6 separate regions of the Mus musculus genome follow, and regions 1, 3, 4, 5 and 6 are each linked to region 2. Evidence: chromatin contacts called from public Micro-C, capture Hi-C and promoter capture Hi-C data. All regions are on one chromosome and are shown on one strand. Each heading gives the region's core, a stretch centred on a gene start, on an enhancer-like site or on the middle of the called end of the contact. The rest is flanking DNA. Distances are from core to core; before and after follow the strand shown.

Region 1 (4,115 bases), core at 310-2,809, 1.8 Mb after region 2:
GTCCATTATCATCAAGGCATGGCAGCATCCAGGCAGGCATGGTGCAGGCAGAGCTGAAGGTTCCACATCTTGATCTGAAGGCTGCTAGGAGAAGACTGGCTTCCGGGCAGCTAGGATGAGGGTCTTATAGCCCATACCCACAGTGACACACCTACTCCAACAAAGCCACACCTTCTAATAGTGCCACTCCTTGGGCAAACCATATACAAGCCATCACAGTATGTATGCATGTGCACCATATGTGTGCCTGGTGCTTTTGGAGGTCAGAAAAGGGTGTTGGGTTAACTGGAACTGTGTCATGATCCACCATGTGGGTTCTGGAAACTGAACCCAGGGCCTTGACCAAAGCAGCCAGTGCTCTTACATGCTGAGTCCTCTCCAGCTCTTGAGATCATTTCTTTATAAAAACCCAACTTTCGCCGGGCAGTGGTGGTGTATGGCTTTAATCTCAACACTTGAGAGGCAGAGACAGGTGAATTTCTGAGTTCGAGGCCAGCCTGGTCTACAGAATGAGTTTCAGGACAGCCAGGGCTGTACAGAGAAACCCTGTCTTGGAAAAAAAAAAAAACAAAAACAAAAACAAAAACAAAAAAAACCTTAACTTTCATATGCTGGCCTGTAAGAAGTCAAAACCATAGGAGACAAGAATCTTTAAAAAATATGTGACATTATTGAGAAGGTCATGGTGGATAAATTAACCATTACATAATTGGAATGGAAGTTCCTACACATTCATGAGGCTGGCCTCAATCTTGCTGTGTAGTTAAGGTTGACCTTGAACTCCTGATCATCTTCCCATTTCCACCTTCAGAGTGTTGGGATTACCATCATAACAACCATTCTAGGCGTCTGTCACATCGCTAAGAGAGGGCGAAGGCATTGCTGTTTTATTGACATTTTGAAACTCCAGAGCCATTTTGAGATATTTGGTGGGGCAGGACAGCTCTCAAATATCCACTGCCTGGGACACTCTTATTTGGTTATATTAGATGAGTCCCAAAGTTTCCCATCTGCCCTATAAGAAATGTTATATATTTTTTGTTTAGTCTTTAGTTCAGGCTGGCCTGGAACTCTCTGTAGCTGAGGATAACCTTCCTCTTAGGGTCCTCTGGAGTGCTGAGATCACCGGCAGGGGCTGGTGACAGAACCGCTGCTGTTGGCTAAGCGTGCAATCAGCTGCCTGCGTCTCTAGTCCCGCTTTTCTTTCTAGACCGTAAATTCCAGGCGGGAAGATCTGTCCGATGAGCATGTGACACTGACGCGTGGTAGGTAGGACGTCTTGCATCTCGGGTTAGCACGTCAAAGCTGGACGAGCCTGGACTCCTCCGAGGCGCGGGAATGGGATTCCCAGTCCCGCCCAACAGGAGCCACGAGCCGCGACAGCCCCGCCCACGAGAAAGAAAAGAGCCCAGAGCTCCGCCCACCGGAAGCCAAGGTGCCGGGAGATTGCTGGCCACTGGGAGGAGGGATGCCCTGGACCCTCCCATTCAGAGACTTTGTCTTGTGACAGCCCCGCCCACGCGGAGGCGGGACGCCCCGGAACTCCGCCCCGAGGAGGCGTGACCGGAGGCGTGGCCTGCGGCGCGCGGGAAGCTGCGGGCTGTGGCGGCCCCGGGTGGACCGAGTTACTGCAGGTAGGTTTGCTGATACCCGGCTTCCGCGCTTCTGACCTGGGTTGGGCTGCAGCTCCTCACCGGGGCCGTGAGTTCTGATCTCAGCGCGGGCGCAGGCAGAAGGCAGTTCGTCCCAGACCACAGTCCCCACCGGGACCGGGACTCGCGCGCCTTCCGCCAGGCCGGGTTGGGCCGCCCGGACCCGCGCCCCTCCCCGTGAACTCCCTCCCTTGCTGCTCCCCGGGATGATAGCCAGTACTCCGGTACCGGTCTCTGGGACCCCACCTCAACACGATGCTCTGTGCTGCCCGTCCTCGCCTCCGTCTGGGGTGTTTGGTTTCTTTCTCTTCCGGAACCGTACACTGGTGGAAGTCTCTCTACCTGCGGGAGCATTTTAGCTGAAGATTGCAGGTGTCTGAGCCGTCGGCGTCGCTAATGGCTTCTGTGCTCTTTCCCCGGCTCGCCCTTCATGTTCCAGGGTCGCTGTTTAACTCTTTGCTAACGTTTCCAGCCTCCCTTTGCCTGGCGGAAACTCTGGAGGATGAAAGTGATCACGTGTGAAATCGCCTGGCACAACAAGGAGCCAGTGTACAGCCTGGACTTCCAGCATGGGGCAACCTGGAAGATCCACAGGCTGGCATCCGCGGGGGTGGACACCGCCGTCAGGGTAAATGGACAGGCGGGAGGATACGGGGAGGTTCTACGCGGAGCTCACGTTTTCATTCCTTTGTTTAAAACTGAAGGCAGCAACTCAAGTCGGGTTGCCACCTAGTCCAGTGTACTAAGTTCTGAGGCCTGGGGAAAGCAAGGAATGCTGAGAAGATTAGCTTTCTTAACATTTGCTACATTGTTTTTGTTTGTTTTGTTTGTTGTTTCAAGACAGGGTTTCTCTGTGTAGCCCTGGCTGTCCTAGAACTCTGTAGACCAGGCTGACCTCGAACCCTCTGACTCCCAAGTGCTGGGAATAAAGGCGTGGGCCACCACGGCCCGGCTATTTGCTACATTGTTACAAGTGGGTTCTCAGTATTTTAGAATACTAAACTAGGAAGAGCTCTGTGGTGCCAGGCATGTATCCCCAATACCCATACGGTACAGATCTGAAGTTTGAGATTCTCAACAGTAGTGAGTTTGAGTCCAGCCTGGGCTAGGTGAGACCTTGTCTCAAAATAGTAATACTGAGCCTAGCTCCTGTGCTCTGTGCTTTGCCCATTTGCTCTAAAGAACTGGAAGAGGGGAATAGCAGGTAAGGGGACTGATGGTGTGCATTTCTGCTAATACTTCCTTTGATTTACAAAGTTTCAAAAAAGAAATTGCATTTTCTGCCAGAAGATAAGTTGTTGTCTCCTGGAAGGGAGTTAGGAGGTGGCTAGTGTGTTTCTGCAATGTATGCTTTGCTGTCGACAGATCTGGAAGTTGGAGAGGGGGCCAGATGGGAAAGCCATTGTGGAATTTCTCTCCAATCTTGCTCGACACACCAAAGCTGTCAATGTTGTACGCTTTTCTCCAACTGGGGAGATTTTAGCATCTGGAGGAGATGGTAAGTATTGTCCTTATTAATCCTTAAACCTGACACGAATCTCCTGTCTAATAATGACATTTGAGCTGGGTTGACATGGACCAGTGATCACAGCATGTTGGAGGCTGAGACAGGAGGACTGAGAGTTCAAGACCAGGCCTGGCTAAATAGTAACAGTCTTTTCAGGGAAAGAGAATAGGACTGTGAGATCTGAGCTTATTGTATCTATTCCCCTGGCTGCCTTTCAGCTCACTAAACAGGTAACATTTTGGGAGTGTGTCAGAGATGGAAGATGAAGGACACCCATTAAACTCAGAAGATATATCTGAAAATAGTTCTTTCTCCATTTGTTGCCTGCAGGCTGGTTGGGTGTGGTAGATCTGTCAGCATCCCAGGGGCTTGTCTGGTTGTCAGAGTCAGCACTGAACCTCTGTGTAATTAATGGGCTTCGGGAATGTTTAGAATTTGTGCCTGTTTGGGGTAGATTAATTTGTATTGTGCACCTGTTTTTAAATGAGATAAAAGAATACAGAAAAAGTAATCCTTATACCGTACATTAAATACTCTAGACAACAGTAGAAAGTAAAACAAACCTTAGTTTTGGTTTGGAAAAAGAGGAATAGTTGCGTTCTGCGCCCTAATGCCCAAAATATGTGGGGTGTGAGTGTCTGTGTACATGCATTCATTGTACACGCACACCACATGCATGCATTCACATATTTGTTGTAAGTGGAACAGCTTTGAGGGGGCAATAGGCTGTCTCCTATAAGGTGGCCCTAGGGCAGTTCCCCATTACAAAGTCCCTTAGCCTCGAAGACCGAAACCTCCCTTTAGTCGGCTCATGAAGAGTGTTGATCTGTCCAGCCATCTCATCTCTAGCAGGCTCCCTGACGAGCTATGTATGTAGCTAGGCTTCCGGGTAGCTTTGAGTGAGCTCTTTTTGTCTGTATTTCCTGCTCCCTCCTTCACTGGCCTAAAAGGATCGC
Region 2 (4,414 bases), core at 707-3,206:
TTATTTTTGATAAATTTCAATTTGCATCAGCATTAATTTTAACAATAAAATTAACAAAGCCATAGCCACTTATTTAAAACTCTGAAAGGGGCGGGGGACTTAGGATAGCTGATTTCTTTTCCACGTTAAGAAATGGGATGAGTCTGTGGGTGGCCAACAGCTTGGGAGGGTTGTGGGGTGCTGTCTGCCCTGAGGCATTGTTCAGTCAGGCTAATTTCCTCACCCCATTTGTCTAGAGAACTAGGACTTCACTGGTCCCTGGGTATCAGGGAAAAGCTGTGGTGCTTCCAACGGGAGGCAGTCCAGGCTGGTCACCTCAGGGTGTTGCTTGGTGTTTGGCTTGGCTCAACCACGTGAGACTCTTATCTTCACATTCCTAAACTGGGCCACAGGAAGGACAGTTTAAGTGGGATGTCACACAGATCTGGAATTCTCGTCTCAATGTCCAGAAATTCTTTCTTCCTTCTGTGTCTTTTTTTTTTTTTTTTTTTTTTTTTTTTTTTTTTTTTTTTTGGTAGCATGCTGCTTAAAAACAAAAAACAACCAACCAACCAAAACAAACAAACTAAAAAGACCCCCAACAACAACCAAAACAAAACAATCCAACCAACCAGGTGTGTGGCTGATGCTAAGTAGGTGGTTTTGTAGTTTGTGTTGAAGGGCACAGGACAAACCTTGAAATGTTAATGAAAATGTTAAAAAAACCAGGTATCCTAGGTTGTATTCAAAACCATAATCTTCTGTGGAGATTGGTCTGTGGAGGAGGTGACAAAGATAGTCTCCATGTGTGCTTTACAAAGACGTCCAACGCCACTGAGTAAGACCAACATCTTGGCCTGTAAGATGGGGGACGGGGTGAGGTTCATAAGTGTAGGCAGTGAAACTATTCTTCAGACATTCTGGACACAAAATTTTCTTTCCACGCGTTTGTGTTTGACCTTGGACTAATTAAATTATCCTTGCATTTTTCTGTTTGCTAATACCTAAAATAGGGCGAGTAGTACGATTTGCTTCACAGAGCTAAAGTGAGAACAAACAGCCTCAGTGTCGTGCCTGCTACAGACAGTAAGCCCTCAGTAAATTATTAGTAAATTATTATTAGAGCACTTTAAAGTTACAAGAACATTTCACTTAAAGACCCTTTTAGTTGGAGTAAGGTGGGAGCAGAAGACAACCATTGCAGCGGAATTAGTGCCTTCCAGAGCTAAGAAACAGGAGCAGGGGCAGAAGGAGGGGAGTCCCGAGTTAGCTCTATATGTGCGTGTATGGGTGTGTGTGTGTGCGCGCGCGCTGTGGAGTGCTGGACCTGGGACCCTCTACGAAGCCCCTCCTTACTCCTGTGTTTCAGGGAATCCATAGTTTCCTTTACCAGAAAAGCAAGGATAATATTTAAAGAATAACTGGCGAGAGTCGAAGCATTAACCTGCTTCTGGGTCAGGCTAGGCACACACAGCAAATGCCTACATAGCCCTTCGGTTCCAGGCTTGTTTCTTTGCGGCTTGGTGCAGCAGTCACTCCTTAGCACCCCGCCTTCCTCCCTGGAGACGCGGGCGAGGGGCACACAGCAGCCAGACCGCATCGCACCGCACCGCACCGCGGCGCACGCGCACTCGCTCGCCTAGCACCCGGGAAGGGAGGGTGGGCGGGGAGGCCTGGAAAGTTCCACCGGGTTCCAGAGCCCAAGGTTGGTAGGCGCGGAGGCGGCGGGGAGCGGGTGCGTGCCGAGCGAGGAGACGGCCTCCGACGGGCTGCTCGAGACCGTGTCCACGCTCCGCAGGCTCGGGGGACACAGACACGGCCCGGGAGGGCAAGCAGGAAGCCGTTGAGGTGCAAGTGCAAGGCGCCCTCCGGGAGAGGGGCGGGGCGGTGCCGGGTGGGCGGGGCTCTCGGTGGGCGGGGCGAGCCGTCTGCGCAGCTGCCGGAGCCTTTAAACCCGGCCTCGCGGGGTCGCACGGTGCTTTCGCCGTCCGGGAGCTGACCGGCCGTGTTCCTCTCTCGTCTTCCTCTGCGCCCCGCGTCCCCGCCCTCGCGACCCCGGCTCTCCTGGACTCGGCGCCGCCAACCTGGGCGATGCCCCGCTACGAGTTGGCTTTGATTCTGAAAGCCATGCGGCGGGTAAGTGACCTTCCCTCAGACCGAGTTCCCGCGCGGGCGCGCCCCGCCGCCTCTAGGCCTCCCAGTCCCGCGTGTCCTGCCTGCTGGACACCGGGTCCTCTCGCGCGGTGCGCGGGTGGTCGCGGGCGCAAAGTGGGGGGGTGGCGCGTGGGTCAGGCGCTCGGCGCGGCCGCGTGCGCGCGGGAGGCGGGGGGTGTGTATGCCCGCGCGTGTGCGCGGTCGCGGGAGGGGGTGTGCCGAGCAGGGGGCGGGGCGGGCCTCGGACCCCGGCTCTCCGGAGTCCGATGGAAGGACTGCGGGAGGACACACGCGCGAGAACCCAGGCCAGCCCCGCTCTGCGCCCACGCGTCGAGAAGCTGCTCGTCGTCCCCGCCGGCCGCTGGTCCCGATCGCCTGCCCTCAGCGTCCGCGATCAGTTACAGCCTTCCTCCAAAGCCCGCCAGTGCCGGCTGTGTACCCACGCACTTGTCACCGCTATCACACCAAAAAGAAAAAAAAAATCTTTTGACCTTTCTTTTTCTGACTCCAGCGGAAATCCTGCTCCGGGTGCCCTTAGCCCAGTTTTATTCATCCAAGTTGTGGCCTTGCTTGTGTTTCCGAAGACATGCCTTCCCCCAGCTTTTGATTGATCTGGAGGTAGGGACTTTCAGGTTTGGAGGGATGATAAACCACCAGCAGCCGGGTCACGGACTGGGGTCGGCGGCCGGCGGAGGCAGCTATGTTCTGAGTCAGTCAGTCGTCGCTGAAATCCCCATTCTTCTGAGAGAATTCGGTAATGTAGTGTGCTTTCACGCACTCTCCTTCCCTAGCAGGTACAGTTTAAAAGAAAACAAAAGCAACCGTTGTCCTTTTTTTGAGCGTTTGGAAGCAGCTTTCTTCTAGCCCTGGGCATGTAGGCTTTGGGTCAATTTCAAGTAGTGGCTTCAGTTTGAATCAACTTAAGCCAGGGGTCACGGGCTAGGCTCTGGTGAACAGCTAACAGTCAGGCAGCAGGAGGAGATTGTTCGGTGTGCCTTGTACAGGGTTGGCTTGGAAAGGACACCAGAGCCACCTGATGGTCCTGAAGTTTGTGCCCCCAAGCTTACTGACTCCCTGGCTCCGGGAGAACATTGTCTCACCTCTGGGTAATACTTTATCTACCTTCCTTCCTCATTGGGTTTTACAGAGTTAAAAGAATAGGAACAACAGAGGGGTCAGGGTCGAGAAAGTATTAAAAAGGGACTGTTTCTGATTAAATGGAAATTACTTAAGCCTCCCTTTATACTTTTTAGGTAATGTTAGAAACTGAAAAAATGTGACCACCAAGATTCATTCCCTCAAGGTGTGAGGTAGCAGTGACCCTTTGCACTCCTTTGAATGAGAGACTCTTGCTTAGCATGGCTGCCCAGTACACTGGCTAAATGTATTTTACCATGATGTGAATATGTGTTCACTCTGATTCAAAAGTCGGGTGTAACCTGCTCAAAATCTTGGCCTGAGGGTAGGTTCAAAGCACCTTAGAGAAGAGTGAAGACGGAAGAGAGGTGCTTAAACATAGTGTGGAAGATGTGTGAAGATCCTTACAGACCCAAAGAAACTAGATAAAATGACAACCCTCGGTTTTTCGTTCTGACTTTGAGAAGGTTGTAAACAAGTAAAGATGTGCAGAGACTAGACTTTTTTTTTTTTTTTTGCTTTCAGCTTTAGAAAACTGAATTCTTACAGGGTATGTACTTGTGGGTGTAAAGGAAAATGCACTTTGTTTTAAAAGAAAATGGCACAGTGGTTTGAACACCTAGAGCAGGTGTTTAGGAAGCCACAGCTCCCACCTAGGACAGTTAGCTTTTGTAGCGGGAAGGCTTTCTAAACAGAGTTCTGAGATGCATGTTGGATGCCTGATAGTGCACCCTTCCATGTGACGGCATTCTCCCTCCTTCCTCTCCTCCAAGAGCCTTGTGTTCCAGGGCTGGGAGTAAGCAGGCGCTGAAGCAGAAAAGGGAGTTGAGAGACTGACTGCAGTCTCCTAGAGACCCTGTCTCCCACCCAGCATTGTACTCTTGTTTCTCCTATGCCTACAAAGCAGTCTTAGTTTGTCTTCCCTATTGTGACTCTTACTTTATTTTACTGTCCTTGACTTCAGGCTTGACTTACTTCAATTGAGCTTTTAGAGTTTAAATGTAAAGATGCATGTTGACATAGCATAGTGAGTGCCTTTGTAGCAGATTGCCTGTGAGAGTTCTCAGGCTGAGACCTCAGGATAGACGTTGTAAAAATTCTAGGGCTGTCTCCTCAGTCTGCAGTTGGCTTGATTCTCACGAGC
Region 3 (4,390 bases), core at 1,577-4,076, 1.5 Mb after region 2:
GATTGGGAGGGGGGGTCGCGGGGGGGGGGTGCGGTGTTTGTTCCAGATCCTTTATATGCAAAGGATAGGGGCGACTGTTTCTGTCTACCTAGTTCCTGCTGGCAGGGAGCATCATTTTCTAGGGGTTTGATCTGGCATGACTCTAAAAGAAGTACTGTTTTGGCTTTGATTTGTATGAATAACTGAGTAATGTCAGTGAAACGATCCAAGAGAAACTTCTGTTAAAAAAACAAACAAACAAAAAAGTTAGGGCTCGGTATGATGGCACATGCCTTTAACCCCAGCACTCTGGAGGCAGAGGCAGGTGGATCTATGCTAGCCTGCTCTACCTAGCAAATCCCAAGACAGTGAGGGCTCCACAGAGAAACCCTGTCTCCAGAGAAGATGAAGGGGGGAAAAAGGTTAAAAGGCCAAAAGGTCAGGATAAGGAGGATACAGAGGAAAGTCAGGAGAATGGGGAGGAGCCAGGATGCAAGAAGGACACTGGATTTTCAGTATCTGGTCCCTAAGCCTCTGGGCCTCATACAAGCCACCTTTGATTGGTTGCTGTAAAGACAGCATTGTCCCTTGAGGAGAGTGTACATCACTCCGTGGGATGCACTGAGGAGGTCAGTCCCCACCATGGTGGCAAAGAGCCAAGTTCATCTTGAATGGCTTTGATCTGTCTTGAAACATCTTTAACAGATTGAGGCAGTTTCTAATGCAAGGCGCAAATAATAAATCAAGAGTGATCAGGAGGACCCTAGCTTGTCTCCCAAAACCTCCCCCACCCCCTAATTGTCATTCATTATGCTCTTCTGCAACTTTGTTTATTAAGACAGCAGGATCTGCACTGCCCTCAAGGTTCCTTATACACCACGAACTACCCCTGCGTGGCTTTTGTACTGAAATAATTCAATGAACATCTGTCTCACTCCAGCAACAGAAGAAAGTCCCTGGGGGTATGGAGATTGCAGACCAAATAGTCACTGATATATAAAAGAGCAAACCATAAACAGCTAAATTATCCTGGATGACAGAGCAGGTATCCAGACCATGCAAGGTGTGACCACATCTATGTGACACTGCTGAGCGCCGAGGACACTGGAGGGGTGTTTGCTCAAGCAAGACCAACAAGATCCTTTTATGCCTTGACTGTGATGGACACAAAACCTAAAATGCCAAGGAAATCATACAGAATGAATAAATTTACCTGAGGTCACAAAAGAGGAGTCTGAACAGAACTGGAAGCTTGTCTTGCTGTGGATACGTGGTGTTTTACTATACTTTCGGCAGCTCACAACCTCGTGTGACTCCAGTCTGTGGGATCTGATGCCCGGTGCCCTCTTCTGCCCTCTGGGCATGGCACATGGTACGCAGACATGGGTTCAATCAGAACACGCATACACCGTTCTTGCTTCCTGTGGTTACATGGGTTCCAAGGATTGAACTCAGGCTGCTGGGTGACCAAGGTCCTTGCCCTCACTTGCTGAGCCATCCCACCCTGGGCAGCATTTTTTTTTTTGGATTATTCAGGTTTCTTAAGCAATTGACTAGGAGCTTACTTTGAACGGCAATTTACAAGCAATGTATATGAGGCAGTAGAATATTTTGAAATGGAAATCTTATACCTGTCTCCTTTATTTTACTGTATTCCTAATACAATGACCTTCATACACACAGAGAGGTCTTCCTGTGGGGTCAGTATAACTAAAATGTCTTATTTTAATCTAAATGGCCACTTGTTTCTAATAGCAACCTACTGAATGGAGAGGAAACGAAACTTGACCTGGAGATCCCTATAGCCAGGGTGTTAGGAACCAGTGACGAAATCTGTTTCCCACGACTGAACCAAATGTCATTTTGCGAGCATATGGCATCATGTCATCTTAAAAAGGGACTAAAAGGGTGCATTGTGGTGCACAGAAGAGCAGCATCCCCTGAAGGCCCTGTACACATCTGTACACTCAATACAAACATCCAGGTAAGACAAAGCAATTAGAAGTATCTAAAGGGATACCACAGGCTAGTAAGGAATGTTTCCTGCCCAAAGATTACCCCAATAGCTTTGCTTTGGTGTCCTAAGAGGTGAATTCAACACAAATTGCGATTCCTCATCATAATCTCCCAGTTTGTCCTACAATTCAAGTTCCTACAACTTAAGTGGCAGCTTTATGTTATTTTTTTTAAACACCAGAAAGAAAACGTACAGAGGTCCAATTTGCAAGTTGGGGAAAACAGTGAAAAATTCATACAAGTAATGAGGAAGACCTAGACCCGTGGGCAAGCTGAATGCATGATTTCCAGGTGCAAAGCTGTGTTTCTCTCTCTCTCTCTCTCTCTCTCTCTCTCTCTCTCTCTCTCTCTCTCTCTCTCTCTCTCTCTCTCTCCCTCCCTCCCTCCCTCCCTCCCTCCCTCCCTCCCTCCCTCCCTCCCTCCCTCCCTCCCTCCCTCCCTCTCTCTCTCTCTCTCTCTCTCTCTCTCTCTCTCTCGCCTTCTCCTGCAGTCTTGCCTGGCAGCTGGCTTCAACACGCCTTCAGGAAAAAGCCTGAGATGTCAGTCATTTGACCTGGCCGGTTTTTTTCCTGGCTGGTATGTAACCCCCAACTGCATAATGCATAATCTGAGATAACAGACAACCTGACACCTTTCGTTGCATGGTAAACTTTTATTTAAAAAAAAAACAAAAAACAAAAAAAAAAAAACGGAGTTCAGGTAAGGTGAGCCATTTCCTAAATACACAGCAATTTGACAAGAGGCAACTTTAAAATCCACACTAAACAACAAACACACCCCCCACCAGCCACGCCCCCCGTAGGGAGGGGGCTTAAACTGCGCATGCGTGCTAGGTGCGACATTGTCGACGCCAATTTCAGTCCGCCAGTGAACCGGTCTTGAACCACTCTCCAGCAGCCTCGAGAGGCAGAGTTTGCGCCAAGTTCCTTGGTCTCCGACGGCCTCCCTTCTCACGCAGCCATGTCTTCCAGCAGACCCGTGGCGCTGGTGACCGGTGCTAACAAAGGAATCGGATTCGCGATCACTCGTGACCTGTGTCGGAAATTCTCCGGGGACGTGGTGCTCGCGGCGCGGGACGAGGAGCGGGGCCAAACGGCAGTGCAAAAGCTGCAGGCGGAGGGCCTGAGCCCACGCTTCCACCAGCTGGACATCGACAACCCGCAGAGCATTCGCGCACTGCGCGACTTTCTGCTCAAGGAATACGGAGGCCTGGACGTGCTGGTCAACAACGCAGGCATCGCCTTCAAGGGTAAGCCATTGGGTGTGGAGATGGAAGGTGGCTTCCCCAGAGCCTGGTGGCAAGGTGGGCTGTGCCTCTCTGGGATCATTACTAGGACCAGGAGCACTATGCTGTAGGACTCTGAAACAGATCCCCTGGGAGAAACAGGACAGGGTAGTAGGGGCTGCAGGAAAGCAGAGCCTCAATGTTCGCCATCATTTCTAGGTTTCCCTCACCCAGTTGTTGAGTAATTGAATTGGACTTGGCGATACTTAAGTGGAACTATATCTGATACTGAAATAAGCAAGAGATTGAGGAGAGAGAAAGAGACAGAGGGAAACGGTGTTTCCTTAAGATCCTGATATATACAAACTTCACCTAGCCACCCCCAGTGGTGGTGGTGTCTTTCAAGCACAATAGAAAATTGTCAGATGGACAGTGATGCAGAGCTGTATGTAAACAAGACTGTACTTGCAAGTGGATCTCTAAAGCTCTAGCTTACTTAGGTCTTTACATTTCCACTCCGCTAACTCGGTTCTCTTCTCCCCCCCCCCCCCCCGAAAGTCAATGACGACACCCCCTTCCACATTCAAGCAGAGGTGACAATGAAAACGAACTTTTTTGGTACCCGAGATGTCTGCAAGGAGCTGCTCCCTCTAATAAAACCCCAAGGTGAGTCTGCCAGGTGACTTCCGGGCTCAGCTCCTCTCCCTACTGCACAGCCTCTCTGCCACTGTGAGGCACTGCTCAGACCTTTGATCTCAATTCTTTTGTGGCCATTGACTTTCTCTTTGCATACGCAGCTCTTCTTAATCTTCAGATAAGATTCCAGCATCCACTTCTTCCACCTCCTCACCCATTAGGGGCTTTAGGACTCCAATTATGTCTGAAATATTTTGCATACATACTGACATCCCACTGGCCACAATGGCCTGTCCCCACAAGTGCTAAGATTGTACCCAACTACATCCCTCAGCCCAGCTCCACAGCAGCTCTCAGCTGTCAAGATGAACCCTACAAACCCTCTGAGGAAACCACCTTTCTGGAGCAGGACTTCTTTGCCTCTCTACAGCACTCAGCCCCTCCTAAAATCCTTCAGGAAGAAAATCAGGCCTTTAGCAGGGCTCACAAGACTCTATAATCTCACCCTTCCTTATTCCGAGCTCATGTTAGTGC
Region 4 (4,182 bases), core at 591-3,090, 1.0 Mb before region 2:
ATTCTTATTAAAGATATAAAAGCTTAGGCTGGAGAAGCGGATGGTCAGCACTTGCCTAGAGTGACTGAAGCCCTGAATCTGACCCACCAATACCACACATGAGCACAAGGGACACCTGAATAAATAAATAAACAAATAAGGGTTTGATGTATGATGCACAGATCATACCATTCCTATTAAATCTGACTAACAAAATTCTGGGTATAACAGGAGATGCAAGCTGTCTTATTGGGTTAATGTGATAAAGACAAAATTGCAACACCATTTTACAAAAAGATAAACTTCTAGAAGCAGAACAGATGGAAAACAAACTCCCAGCAGCAAAATCTGCACCGCCCTGCACCACCATCACCCCAATAAAAACCCTAAGCTATCTCAGTTTACAGAAAATAAGGCTTCATTCAAATTAAGCCAAAGCACAAACCCGTACGCTAAAGCTCAGAAGATCAAATTCAGGGAGAAGGTTCTCAAGAACCTTTTTTTTATAAACTGTTGAACTCGCGAGTTACAACCAAAACAGAGATCAGAATCGGGCAGGTGAAAACACGTGACTTACAGAGCACAGCCACAGCCCCAGACTCGAACATGAGACATTCTTCCTTATGCCTAGTTTCCACTATGAGGCTGAACGGTGGGGGATCCAATTTGTGGTAGATTCGAAATCCTTTGCTGAACGCCATTCTCCTTTCTTCAGAGGCAGCCCTGTGGAAACCAAGTCAATGCACCTGAGGTTTCCTTCTGCTGCAAGGACTGCTAGGCGTCCTCCTGAGGTCCCTCACTGACAAGTTTGATGGGGGTTGGGGGTAGAGAAAAAGAGAGCTCAGGGGTGAACGGTTTATTCCAAAAGATAAGGCGTCACCTTTTTTTTTTTTTTTCTTAACCAAAAGGCAAAAGGAAACGCGTCCAGTTCTCAAGATACGGCAGGACAAGGCAGGGGTTTTTAGCACCGTCGGTCCTGATTTGGATAAGGTGGATTTCCCATTTAATTTATGTTTCCCCAAAGGGAAAATCTGTAGCGTATTTTCAGTTGGGGTTGTTTATCGGCTTCCTGCTTCACGATCTGTCACTACGGGAAGGGAACTGATGGGGAAACTTCAAGCCGATCCCTAGGCGGAATGGGCAAGGGGATGGGAGGGAAGGTTAATCAGGCTGATTCAAAGCTCCTGAGGGGGCCGGAGAGGGACGGGATTATCACACCGCGGACTCTCCAGGGCGGCGGCGAAGGGCAGGGAAAGCCACACAGGTGACTGCCGCCTCCTGCCCAGTCACGAAGCTCACCGTGACGAATGGATCCCACCGCCACTCAACGAGATCCCGGGGAGCCGGGGGGAACTGAGGCACCGGGCGCTTCAGCGCCTCCATTACGCACCGCCAGAGATACCCGGGAGCCTGTGCCGACGGGGTCCTTTCCCGCCCGCTGGGTGACAGCCGCTGTCACGGCAAGCCACCCGCAGCCCCGGGGTCTCCACACAACCCGCCGCCCTCGGCCCTCGGCCGCCTCTCACCGCTTGCGACCCGGCTGCGACGGCCGCCACCGCTCAGGAAGCGTCCACCCGGCCGGCCGGCTGCCCCTGGGTAGAGCCCGGGCCGCTCCCCGCCCCCCGCCCTCCCGCCCGCTGCCTCACCTCTTCCTCCGGCTCCTCCTCCTCCTTCTCCCGCAGCCTCCGCCGCTACAGCCGCCCGAAGCGTCACTTCCGCTCCAGCAGGTCCAGCTCTTCCGCATTGCGCCGCTGCCCAGGCGGAAGGCCCGCCCCTTAGGGTGAAAGGGCGGAGCCGTTTCCGCCCACGCGGGACCGTGCTGCCGAGCAGGGCGCTTACTGGTCACCGGGTTCCTGCGGCCGCCGCGTCCTGGGTCCGTGAAGCGAGCCTCCGTCGCCCCGGGAGTGGGAAGGTGGCACGGCCAGGGGAGCCGGCAGAGGGAGGGTCCGTCCTCCTCGCGTGGAGCCCTGTAGCTCTGCCCTCCCCGCGGGCGACAGGGAGGGACTTCAGGAAAGAGCTGGGGGAGCCCGTGTTGATTCGTGCTCGAGTCGGGCATCAGGACCACCCCCTGCCGCCTCCGCAGACCTGATGGGCGATGGGCGAGTGCGAGGCGGGGGACGGTGTGCACCCCGCGCCGGCTGGGTGGCGCTCGAAGAGCTGTCCATGGTGTCTGTCGTCAGGGAGGCAGCAGGAGGCTGTTCCCTGGCTGTTTCAGTGTGTTCTCCGAGCTCCAGGGGCGATGGAAGAGTGCTCAACCGAATGCAGTGGAGAGTGGGGGAAGCCAGCAACCAGAAACTCCAGGCAGTCAAACAAAACATGGCTGTCACTGTCGATTTGCCAGCCGTGGAATTTTATAACTAAGGGCATCACACTGTTTCAAACTATCTTTTTAAACGAGACATTATGTCTAAAACTTGTGTCCAGCAGAATTATTCTGCCTATACTTCAGAGACAAAAATGGGAGGACATTGTAGTCCCTGGGGCTTTAGAGAGGAATTGAGAATCCAAGGAGCACGGCAATCATGTTCCATTTGCCTTTGCTTTCCCCTAGCCTCTTCCCCTTTTTACTTTCTTCCCAAAAGCACAATTTAAATATGACGTATTGCATAAAAACATTTCCTCTAACATGCTGTCATGTGACTCAACGCTTCTCTATTTTAGAGAAGACAAATCCACCCTAGTTTTAAAATATTAAAAGCAAACTAAACACAAGAGAAGCCACCTCCAGCCAAGGAGATACACACTTGGATTCAGTTCTTAGATCTTTTCACTTAGTCTCCTAAGAACAACTTTTACTTTTTTGTTGTGGTTACAGTAACCACAAGCTTATAATAACAATTGCTTGCTGTGAATTGTGGTTAGCCATTTTTCCCTCCCAAGAAGTGTCCATTTCAGGTGGGGACAGTCCTTTAAATAAAACAGGGATGTTTGAGAGTGGGATTTTTCTTAAGTGTGATGACTGTATATGACATGCACCGACAAAAACGGGTTCAGGAGAGCTGGCCACTGAATTGTAGTACTTTGGAGGTAGCTTTTGTTTTTTGAGACAAAGTAGCACAGAGCCCAGGCTAGTGTGCCAACCATACCTGGTTTACGTGGTGACAGACTGAACCCAAAGCTTCATGCGTACCAGGCAGGCATTCTACAAGCTGGGGGGCATCCCCAGCCCTAGGGATGAACCTTTTTATGACAACTGAAATTACCCCAAGTGGAGCTGTAATCAAACTTGCTTACCCCATCATTCTTTTCACACCAAGAATCCCTGTGAAACTACACCAAAAACTCTTTGTCAAGGTGGAAATCATGGCACTAAGCGCTTTCTAAAGCCAGCCTTCTGCCTATTCTTGGTATCCTGAACTAAGAAAGCGGAGGTCCAAGCTTCTGTTATAATGTCTTTCTTCAAATTAAGCTAAAGCAGCAGTGGTAGGTCTTAGCTTTCCCAAGTCCTTTCAAAATACATTTTTAATTATAAAATAAACCCAAGATTTGAAAAGCATACTAGTGACCTTTGAACATTCCTTATTGTCCCTTTTCTATTTATTATTGTTACAACATATCCAAGTAGCTGCACGTTTTAGCAAACCAGTGTCTATAGTAGACTAACTCAAAATATATAGGCACAGTCTAAAGCTTTGCAAAGAAGCCAATTGTGCTGACTGGAACTGAGCAATGGTGAGGCTGTCAGAATGCTCATACCCTGATTCTTGTCGCTAGCAAACGACAGATGACTGGGTGACCCGAGTCTAAAAAAGTTTTGGATATCTGGTAGACTGTTGTGGTTATACAAGAGACCGAGACGAAATCACAGGTACCGTTTGTTACAAAGGAGGCAGAGGGGAATCAGGTCCCCATGTAGGGGCATGAAGACAAATGGTAGAATGGAGAATTATGACAAACCCAGGTGCACCAGAAACCACTAGAATCTATACGTTGAGCTGAGAACCTTTATAAGATACATGATTCCAGTGACAGTTATTTCCAGTTTTTGGCCTTAAGCACTCAAGAGAGTAGCTGTTCTAAGACACTCAGCTAGTAAATACCAGTGTTATGGCAGCTGAGAATTCCATATTTAGTGCTCTTTACTCATTCAGGAGTGACAACCTCGTCGAGACATAACGAGCACTTTCTATATGCAGTTCTGGTCTCCATTCACCTTGCATCAGACTCCTAGGACAGTGTCCAAGCCTGTTCCTAAGTGTTAGC
Region 5 (4,304 bases), core at 593-3,092, 1.0 Mb before region 2:
ATTATCTGATACTTACTGTCAGCTGCTGTGTTGAGTTCTGTCTTGATCTTTGATTTTTCAAGGTCTTCTTTATATTCTTTCTTAAGCAATTTAACTATCTTTTTGCTGTAACTTGATTTCTTTACTTTGAACACTTCTTCATTTTCTTAAGAGAAACAGAATGAAGTCTGTAAGACACCAACTCAGAAAGTGCTCTCCCTTCCTCGTGCCTTTGTGCTGTTTTCATTCTGCCAGCATATTTTCACACACACAAGTCATTACAAAATCTGAAGTTTATTGCAATCTATTGCAGACTCAAAAATGGGTATTGCCAGGCTTGGCAGCAAATGCCTGGGATCCCAGAGCTGGGCAGCCAAAGGCAGGCAGCTCTCTGAATTTGAGTTCAGCCTAGACTACAGAGTGAGTTCCAGATCAGCCAGGGCTATAGTATAGAGGCTCTGTTTCAACAAAACATAATTAAAACAAACAAAAAATAGTATCAATTCCAGAAACTAAATGAAAATTTTAGTGAGTAACCCAAGGAACTTCAAAATTGTTAAATTTTGGCATATTTCACCCATCTCAGGATAAAAAAGTATTTAGAATGCTTCCTTAAAACATTAAGTCAAGAAACCTAAAACAATACACCCCAAAGTTATTCTGCCAAGTCTGAATAACTCTGGTCACAATAACAGTTATTTCAAAATTATGCCTAGAGTAAATCATTTTGCAAAACTAAGTTTCGAGTGACTTAGCCCTCATCTTTAATTTGAAAATCCAAGTCAAGAACAAGACATTTCAAACAATGCAAAACCTGGTCTGTATCTCCTTCAAACAAAATTCCAGAGAGGTCAAAGATAATTCACCCATCTTTCTAGAATCACGAAAGCATGACGCAAGACCTTCGAAAATCATCCAATTTTTCCTAACATGATGTTGAGGTACAAGTAAAATCGAAATCCCCTGCAGCCTGGTCCCTCTTCTGCTTCAAGAGCCAATGCCACAGCGGACATCTGCTCCTCCCATTTACTTCTACAGAGAAACCGAGACTGGACAACAGCAAGGGAGCGATTGGATCAAGGTCACCGGGAGCCAGGGCTGCAGCCCCAGAATTGTTCCCAGCCCTGGTTTCGGTCCTCCTCTTTAACAATCCGGCCTTCTTAATCAAGGAGGCCTAAACCGAGACGCCAACAAGCCGCAGGTACAGAGGCCTGCAGACGACTAAGAGCAGGCAGTTAACCAAGAGACTCAGGCTGCCTGCAACTCGCAAGGTAGGAAACGGGTCCACGGAGCATCGAGCCTTCTCCTCCACTCAGGATGGCTGATCAGGGCTCTGACAGCCGGAGGAGGGACTGCACAGGCCGTAGACTTGGCTGGTGGCAGCGCGGGAACACAACCCCAGGCAGATCCGGAGGCCGGAGGTGGGGAAAGGGGCGCGGCGCCCGGGCGAGCACGGGCTTGGGGTCCGCGTGGGCCGGGCCGGGGCTTACCTTCCTCCTCGTCTTGGAAGCTGAGCAGGCTGGCCCTGGGCACCTCTTTGTTCTCGCGAGGCCTCTTGCGCGGCTTCAGCCCATTGCCGGGCTCCGCGCCGCCGGAGATGCCGCCCCCGGCCTCAGCGCCGAGGCCCGGGTGGTGCGCGGAGGGCGGCGGCGGCAGCGGCCCCGGGCCCAGGAGCGACTCCCCCGCGGGGGCCCGGTCGCCGCCGCCAGGGCCGGGCTCTTCTCCCGAGGCCGGCGGGGGCAGCAACGGTGGCGGCTCCTGCTCCTCATCGCGCTCCCGCTCCTCCTCCTCCGAGTCGTTCCGCTTGCGCACGTTCACCCGCCGGGCCTTTCGGAACATCCCAGCCGCCGTCACCGCGCTCTCACAGCCGCTCGCTGACTGAGAGGACGAGGGAGCGCGGAGACCACCGCCACGCACGCGCAGTCGCAAGAGTTCCCCCCCACCAGCCGGGTCGTCGCGGCTCTGGCTAGCTATCGCGCCGCCTCGATTGCGCATGCGCCTGGGCTCTCCTCGCGCCCCACTACTTGGGCGGAGTCTCTTTGCACTGCCCTCTAGCGGCGCGGGGGACTGTTGGCATGGTACCCTCCGACTCCAGTGTTGTTCCAAAGGTCACAAAGAGGATCATCGAGATGAGAGGAGCGAGTGTAGTCTGTCGTCTCGGAGCGTGTTGCTGCAATGCGTCTTCCGCGCTTATACGGAGCCGTTACGTGTGGCAGCCTCCCTCCCACTCAGTGCCTGCAGGGTAAACAGAGGCGGGAGGCCGGGGAGAAGCGGAGGGACGAGTCAGTTGACTTGAGCTTGGGAAGGGAAAGTGCATCTCCATGGTTAATATGCCTCTTAATAACGCGAGGCGATGCTAGCAGATATCGTCTACAGATCAGAAACTCCATTAATACTTGCCATCTCTACAGCTTTATCAACGCAAACACTCTCAAAGGCGTGGGAGCACACACGTTAAATCCCAGCAGCACTGGGGAGGTGGAGGCAAGGCGATCTCTGAGTTCGGTGCCGGCCTGATGTACATAAGGAACTCCAGAATGGCCAAGGCTATGTAGGGAAACCCTCACTGTCTGGGGAAGACAGAACCAGAGATGATACATCTCCCTGCTGCCGCAGCCATTCCCAGGAGAGCGAGGTGTTTTCGGGTGGCTTGGTAAGAAAGCCAAGTTAGGTAGCAACTATTTTAACTATTTTACGAAGCATAGTGAATTTCTGAAACAAGCGGAAGGAAGATTTGTCTTATTTTCAGACTATATCACAGAGGGCAAATCTGAACCTTGGCGGCCTTAAAGAGATTGCATGAGCCGGGCGGTGGTGGCGCGCACCTTTAATCCCAGCACTCGGGAGGCAGAGGCAGGCGGATTTCGGGAGTTCGAGGCCAGCCTGGTCTACAAAGTGAGTTCCAGGATAGCCAGAGCTATACAGAGAAACCCTGTCTCGAGAAACAAACAAACAAACAAACAAAAAGATTGCATGAGGTTGAGCTAACACACAGGTTACCCAGTTCATAACCAAAGTTGAATCTTTTCTTTCTCTCGAGCATATCAGGATGCGTGGGTAGAAGTGTTTGTGAAATTATTTACATGTTTCAAAACCCGCCAAAAGAACGGGATTGGAGAGGTGAATATTGCAGTTTCGAACCAGAGGACCCTGGCTGCAGTCCCAGTACCCACACCCTCAGGGCTCCTCAAAACTCCAGTTCCTGGGAATCTGGCGCCCCCTTCTGGTCTCAGCATGCCTGTAGTGCCCAGCAGGACGTGTCCTGAATGCAGGCTAAAAGCATGGTGTTTACACATCATCTGTAAAAAGGTGCTGGACAGCACAGCAGTTAGGAGCACTTTGCCGCTCCTGCAGAGGACCTAGATTTGGTTTTCAGCACCTAGTATGGCAGCTTACAACTATGACTAACTGCAGTTCCAGGAGATCCTAAAACCCTCTCTGGCTTCCTTGTGTGGCAGCACACACATAGTTCACGTACAAAGCATGTGGGCAAATATACATAAACAATACAACAAAATCATTAAAAATATCTAGTTAATTGAAGTAATCCCAGCCCTCTGGTTGGAGACCTGCCTAAGATAAAGGAGAACATGTCTTTAAAAAAAAAAAAATCCCCAAACCTCAAACTATGGTGCACTGGGCTTGTTGAGAACTTTAAAGGAAAAGTAAGCCCTCTGTTTAACATCGCCTTGCTTTCCCCTTTCCATTAAAAACAAGTGCAGAGAGAGGCCTCCTCTGAAGTTCTCCATTCAGCCTGAAGATAGAATTCCCAAAAGGAAACACCATTGTATAAGCATGGCTGCCCCCACCACCCTGGAAATCTCATCAACTAGGGAACATTAGCACCAGAGGAGAGGCCAATGGTGTGGATCCCATTGGCCTCTGTCACCTAAGAGATGTACTGTATGGAGAGGCGTGTATTATTCACAGTACTGTTGGCCACTTTACTCACCCACCCCCTGTCACCACGAGTCTCCCAGAGCCTCAACTCCCGTTCTGTAGTCACATGTGTGCCTAAAGTTTCCTCTCCACCGCTGAGCCTTGTACTTATGCATTTGTGTATCTGTGTGCTAGCTTCCTTCCTATTAATCTCTGACTGCCGATTTGTTTTACACAATCATTGAAACTCCCCAGAGTGGAAATCTCCCTCCTTATACTGTAATAATCAACACTATCCTGAAGAGCTTTGAAAATTTGTCACATCTCTGAGGCTAGAATGGAATTGCTGAGGCCCCAGGTAGCATCTTTTAGTTTTGCAAATCCTAGCTTGCCCTGTGTAGAATTTTTAGTTTGTACTTATACCAACAAACATGACTGTATCTTTT
Region 6 (4,308 bases), core at 853-3,352, 1.9 Mb after region 2:
TCCTTTCCTTTCCTTTCCTTTCCTTTCTGTGTGTGTGTGTGTGTGTATGTGTGTGTATATGTGTGTATATGTGTGTATGTGTGTATGTGTGTGTATGTGTGTGTGTGTGTGTGTGTGTTCCTGAAGATGTCTCATGAGACATTGATCCCATTGCACAGATAAGAAAGTAAAATACAGTAAGCCTCTACAATTGGTGGATTACAGGCATCCAGATAAGGGCAGAGACGGGCACTGCCTCCTACCCTGAGTGATCACAGGCAAACTGCTCCATCTCCGTGACTCACATTACCACCCTGAGGCAGAGGCTTTCTCGGCTGTGAGTAAGATGCTGAGATAATACAATAAAAACCTGCAAGCCCAGTTTAGAGCACACTGGAAGATTCAGGGAGCACGGGGATGAGGTTTGATCATTTCGATAGATAAGGACAAAGAAGCTCTGAGCTCACAGGCTGTTTCAGATCCAGGTAGAAAGACCTTGGGTCTGGTATCATGGGTGACCCTCTAGTTTGCCAACTTCAAATCTAAACCCAGGACCAAAAAGATTTAGACCTTCAGAAGTATAAGAGTTAAACCTCTCGGTCCCAAATATCTCCCAGGTCTGGAGACCCTCTCAAGATGCTAATCACAATTCTCTTTCTCTTTTGCTCAGGGTCCTGCCTTGGGACTACTATGGCTCCTGCTGAGGATATGGGGCTTAAGATAGTTGAGGGTTTTAAATACAATTGCATAGGATTTTTCCCTCTTTGTGCTATTTTTTACCTTTATTAAGAGACAGCTAAGGGGCTGGAGAGATGGCTCAGCAGGTAAGATCACCGACTGCTCTTCCAGAGGTCCTGAGTTCAAATCCCATCAACCACATGGTGGCTCACAACCATCCGTAATGAGATCTGACGCCCTCTTCTGGTGTGTCTGAAGACAGCTACAGTGTATTTACATATAACAATAACTAAATCTTTGGGCCAAAGCGAGTGGGGCTGGAGCAAGCAGAGGTCCCAGCAATCACATGATGGCTCACAACCATCTGTACAGCGACAGTGTAGTCATATACATAAAATAAATCTTAAAAAAAAAAAAGACAGCCAAAAGACTGGAGAGATGGCCCAGTTAGTAAAGTGTTTGCTGTGTAAACTCAAGGGCCCCAAGTTTGATGCCCAGAACTCACATCAAAAGGCAGGCATGGTGGCCAGAGCTTAAAATCCCAGCACTGGAGAGGTGCTGGGTCCCTGGACTCTCTAGTCAGCTAGCTCACTAACCGGTGATCTCTAGGCTAAGGAGAGAGCCTGTCTCAAACAGTAAGGTGGGAAATACTCAAACACATGATCATACACACACACACACACACACACACACACACACACAGAGAGAGAGAGAGAGAGAGATGATGGGTGGATGGATAGATAGATAGAGGAATCAAGCTCTCGTATCTCCTTCTTATTCCCTCCTCCCAAGTGGCTGTGTTGAGCTTGGGGCTCAGGGGCTTAGGTTGAGGTTCTCATGAGGAAGAGGATGCTCTCAAGGCAGAAGTTATGAACAGTGCTGAACCACGCTGGTTCCCCACAAGGAGTCAGAGCGGCCAGAGACAATGATGGCACCTCCCCAGGTGACAAACAGTCTCCAAGCATCTCCATTCATGTTTGCTCTCAATTGAGACCCAGAAAGCGAAGAGGGAGCTTTGCCCGGATACTGTAGGACCACATCCCTGCCCTCCCTAGGTCCTCAGCAGCTTGGGTGCCCTTTACCCCCAACGTCTTAGGGTCCCCTCCACACCCAGGACCGAGGACCCTTGGAGAACGTTCACTTTCGCCAGGCCACCGACCTGCCTTTCAACTCAACCACCCACACACCTGACAGGCAGGGCCCAGCTTTGGAGATAAATGCCTGCCGGCTGCAGCCACTCCACTCACATACAGAACAGCTCCAGTCCCATCCACCTTGATGCTCTCAGGTAGACCACGGAGACACAGCAAGGACACCACAGTCTTCTGGCTTTGCCTCATTCGCCGAATGGAAGCTCTAAGGCCAGTGTGTTTGAGAGAGAGTTGTCTGGTCAATTACGGTCTCTGAGTCGGGCCTGCGTGGGCACACATGCCCTCTGGTTAGAAGATTAACCAGCCAGTGCGCCCTACAAGGTGGCCCTGCTGAGGCAAACTTTCAAGACCAACCGGAAATGTCCTATCTGCGTTTGGAACAAGAATGCCAGAGATATCTACACACGGCCGTCTAATGGGTCCCTGTGGCTGGTAGGTGAAACCTCATCTCTCCTACCCACTGCTCTGTGTCAGCCTTTTCTGACCTCCCTGCTCTGGCTCTGTTGACTATTGGTCACCAGACTCCTTTGCCGCAGCTGCTGGCCACAGGGACGCATCCCCCGAGCCGTCCACCTGATGGTTGGCCCCATGTGGCTGTGGACTTTTTCCTTGTTGAGCAATTTGCTTTCCCAATCCTGATGAGGGCTGTGAGGGAATTCTGGGAAAGGAGCGACTTCTCTTTCAGGCCATTTTTGCTATAATGGCTGAGGGATGACTCTGTTGCAGTCTGTAGGTAGGAAATGACGCTGAGTAGGTCAAGGGTCGTAGCACTGAATGAGGGATGGTGTAACAGGAGTCGAAGATAAGAGTCAAAAGGAGAAGACAGTCTTCTCAGTAGGTAGGAGATGGCGGCCTGGAGACCTCAAAGTGGCACAGGGACCTGTCCTGGCCGGGAATGCCTGCAGGTCCGTCAGGTGTCTGGAGTGTGATTTTTGGGATGCCAGGGTGTGCTGAGAACCACTGAGTTGTCTTTCTGTTGATTTCATTTGCCCTCTATGCCACTGAACCAAGGTGTCCCATGGCACTCTGCAGTCACGGGAACTTCAGAGGGGACGCTGTAGAAAACTATGTTGGCAGGTGGCCCTGGGCATGGTTGTGCAGAAAGGAAAGGGGTCTCACAATCTTCTTCATGAGAATGTCTCTCAACAAAACCCCTCTCATCAAGCCCTGCCTATCAGCTCCTGGTGGTGCCACCCTGAGAACCAAGGCTTGGCGTGTGGAGACGGCTGGTCCTCGGTGTGGCAAGGTTTTGCCACATATTTTATATATAAATATGAAAGAAGAGATCCAAAAGCATTGAGTTGACAGTAGCTAGGTGTCCGTACCCATGCTCATGAGGAAGGTGTTCTAGGCATACTGTGCCCTCTGTTATGAATGGAAACACCCTCCTCCCATCTGCTCTTCCTGTGGCCAAGAGCCAAATGGAGAACCTGGGAGAATGGGCCACGTTAGGGCTTAAGGTCGTGACTGTGAACTTCTGGCAGTGACCTTGTCTTAGTAAGGGTTTCTATTCCTGCACAAACATCATGACCAAGAAGCAAGTTGGGGAGGAAAGGGTTTATTCGGCTTACACTTCCATGTTGCTGTTCATCACCAAGGAAGTCAGGACTGGAACTCAAGCAGGTTAGGCAGTAGGAGCTGATGCAGAGGCCATGGAGGGATGTTTCTTACTGGCTTGCTTCCCCTGGCTTGCTCAGTTTGCTTTCTTATGGACTACCAGCCCAGTGATGGCGCCACCCACCATGGGCCTTCCACCCTTGGATCACTAATTGAGAAAATGCTTTCCAGCTGGATCTCATGGAGGTCACAGACCTGCCCATCCAGACCTCTTCTTTCTCAGGAAGCCTGGTGCTTTGGGAAGGCTCACTCAGCCTGTGAACTCCCACAGGCTGAAGCGCCCATAGCCTGCTGCAGACCTAGTGCACAGCAGCCTGCCAGGTTCCCTGCAAAGACTGGTCTGGGTGGGCCTTCTGCTACAGCTGCTCTGATTCCACACCCTGCCTCCTGATTGCTAGCTCTCCAACACACATGTCTGCTAACACCCAGCATCACACCCCAAGTGTGCCTCTGGCCTTATAATTATCTAAGCAGCCTCACGTGGATGGTGCTTAATGAGGTGTATGCACGGGAGGAAGCTGCTATTAGTGCCAGCCATCTTGTCTGGCTGTCCTCACCCAAGGCTTCCTTCCTTACAAACAAGGTCTGAGCTGCCCCTCTCTGCCTTAGTTGCCAGCCTTTGCTAGAGCCATCAAAATGGCTGTTCTGAGAAAGGTTTTTGAGATTGGGCCCTGTATCCAGGCACTGGGTACCAGTCCGGAAGTGGCTGTATGCCCATGTATAGCTATCAAGGAGTGTTCTGACAATTCTCCTTGTCTATGCCCAGCTGTACAGCATGCCTGTCACATCTGAGGGGCTGGCAGGACTTTGCAGGGGCAACAAACTTCTAAAATATGTCAGTTGCTACAGGCTGGTAAGCACAAGGACCAGGAGGAAGGCAGAG

The links. Promoter capture Hi-C pulls out the DNA fragments that hold promoters and counts their contacts. A called contact is a pair of places that touch in the nucleus more often than the background predicts. Capture Hi-C pulls out chosen DNA fragments and counts their contacts.
Region 1: a contact with region 2 is called in a promoter capture Hi-C map of liver, with 5 times the contacts expected there. The contact joins the promoter of Chaf1b here to the promoter of Slc5a3 in region 2. A contact is called at or near these places in 1 of 39 promoter capture datasets (liver) and 1 of 484 Hi-C or Micro-C datasets (B cells).
Region 3: a contact with region 2 is called in a capture Hi-C map of macrophages, with 6 times the contacts expected there. The contact joins the promoter of Cbr1 here to the promoter of Slc5a3 in region 2. A contact is called at or near these places in 6 of 39 promoter capture datasets (the C10 cell line, cranial neural crest, hippocampal neurons and 2 more), 1 of 484 Hi-C or Micro-C datasets (CD4 T cells), 2 of 115 datasets of contacts at active chromatin or transcription factors (astrocytes and embryonic forebrain) and 4 of 9 other capture datasets (adipose tissue, embryonic stem cells, liver and 1 more).
Region 4: a promoter capture Hi-C map of pre-B cells shows a contact between it and region 2, with 2.1 times the contacts expected there. The contact joins the promoter of Synj1 here to the promoter of Slc5a3 in region 2. A contact is called at or near these places in 2 of 39 promoter capture datasets (liver and pre-B cells).
Region 5: a Micro-C map of embryonic stem cells shows a contact between it and region 2, with 7 times the contacts expected there. The contact joins the promoter of Paxbp1 here to the promoter of Slc5a3 in region 2. A contact is called at or near these places in 1 of 39 promoter capture datasets (pre-B cells), 1 of 484 Hi-C or Micro-C datasets (embryonic stem cells) and 1 of 115 datasets of contacts at active chromatin or transcription factors (bone marrow-derived macrophages).
Region 6: a contact with region 2 is called in a promoter capture Hi-C map of liver, with 3 times the contacts expected there. The contact joins the promoter of Cldn14 here to the promoter of Slc5a3 in region 2. A contact is called at or near these places in 2 of 39 promoter capture datasets (both in liver).

Annotation. Positions count from the first base shown.
Region 1 is chr16:93,882,342-93,886,456 of GRCm38.p6, forward strand. Chaf1b (chromatin assembly factor 1, subunit B (p60)) reads left to right here and starts at 1,560. Exons shown (of 14, transcript NM_028083.4): 1 at 1,560-1,634; 2 at 2,125-2,280; 3 at 3,018-3,150. The coding sequence starts at 2,155.
Region 2 is chr16:92,056,366-92,060,779 of GRCm38.p6, forward strand. Slc5a3 (solute carrier family 5 (inositol transporters), member 3) reads left to right here and starts at 1,957. Exons shown (of 2, transcript NM_017391.3): 1 at 1,957-2,115. It overlaps Mrps6 (mitochondrial ribosomal protein S6), which reads left to right and starts at 1,971. Exons shown (of 3, transcript NM_080456.1): 1 at 1,971-2,115. The coding sequence starts at 2,071.
Region 3 is chr16:93,605,011-93,609,400 of GRCm38.p6, forward strand. Cbr1 (carbonyl reductase 1) reads left to right here and starts at 2,827. Exons shown (of 3, transcript NM_007620.2): 1 at 2,827-3,244; 2 at 3,779-3,886. The coding sequence starts at 2,956.
Region 4 is chr16:91,009,468-91,013,649 of GRCm38.p6, forward strand. It overlaps Synj1 (synaptojanin 1), which reads right to left and starts at 1,841. Exons shown (of 32, transcript NM_001164483.1): 1 at 1,626-1,841; 2 at 557-702. The coding sequence starts at 1,723. 4930404I05Rik (RIKEN cDNA 4930404I05 gene) reads left to right here and starts at 1,782. Exons shown (of 3, transcript NR_028368.1): 1 at 1,782-1,852.
Region 5 is chr16:91,042,537-91,046,840 of GRCm38.p6, forward strand. It overlaps Paxbp1 (PAX3 and PAX7 binding protein 1), which reads right to left and starts at 1,843. Exons shown (of 18, transcript NM_026110.2): 1 at 1,470-1,843; 2 at 17-145. The coding sequence starts at 1,818.
Region 6 is chr16:93,927,465-93,931,772 of GRCm38.p6, forward strand. It overlaps Cldn14 (claudin 14), which reads right to left and starts at 2,103. Exons shown (of 2, transcript NM_001165925.1): 1 at 1,845-2,103. It overlaps Gm31012 (a long non-coding RNA gene), which reads left to right and starts at 1,878. Exons shown (of 2, transcript XR_385072.3): 1 at 1,878-2,240.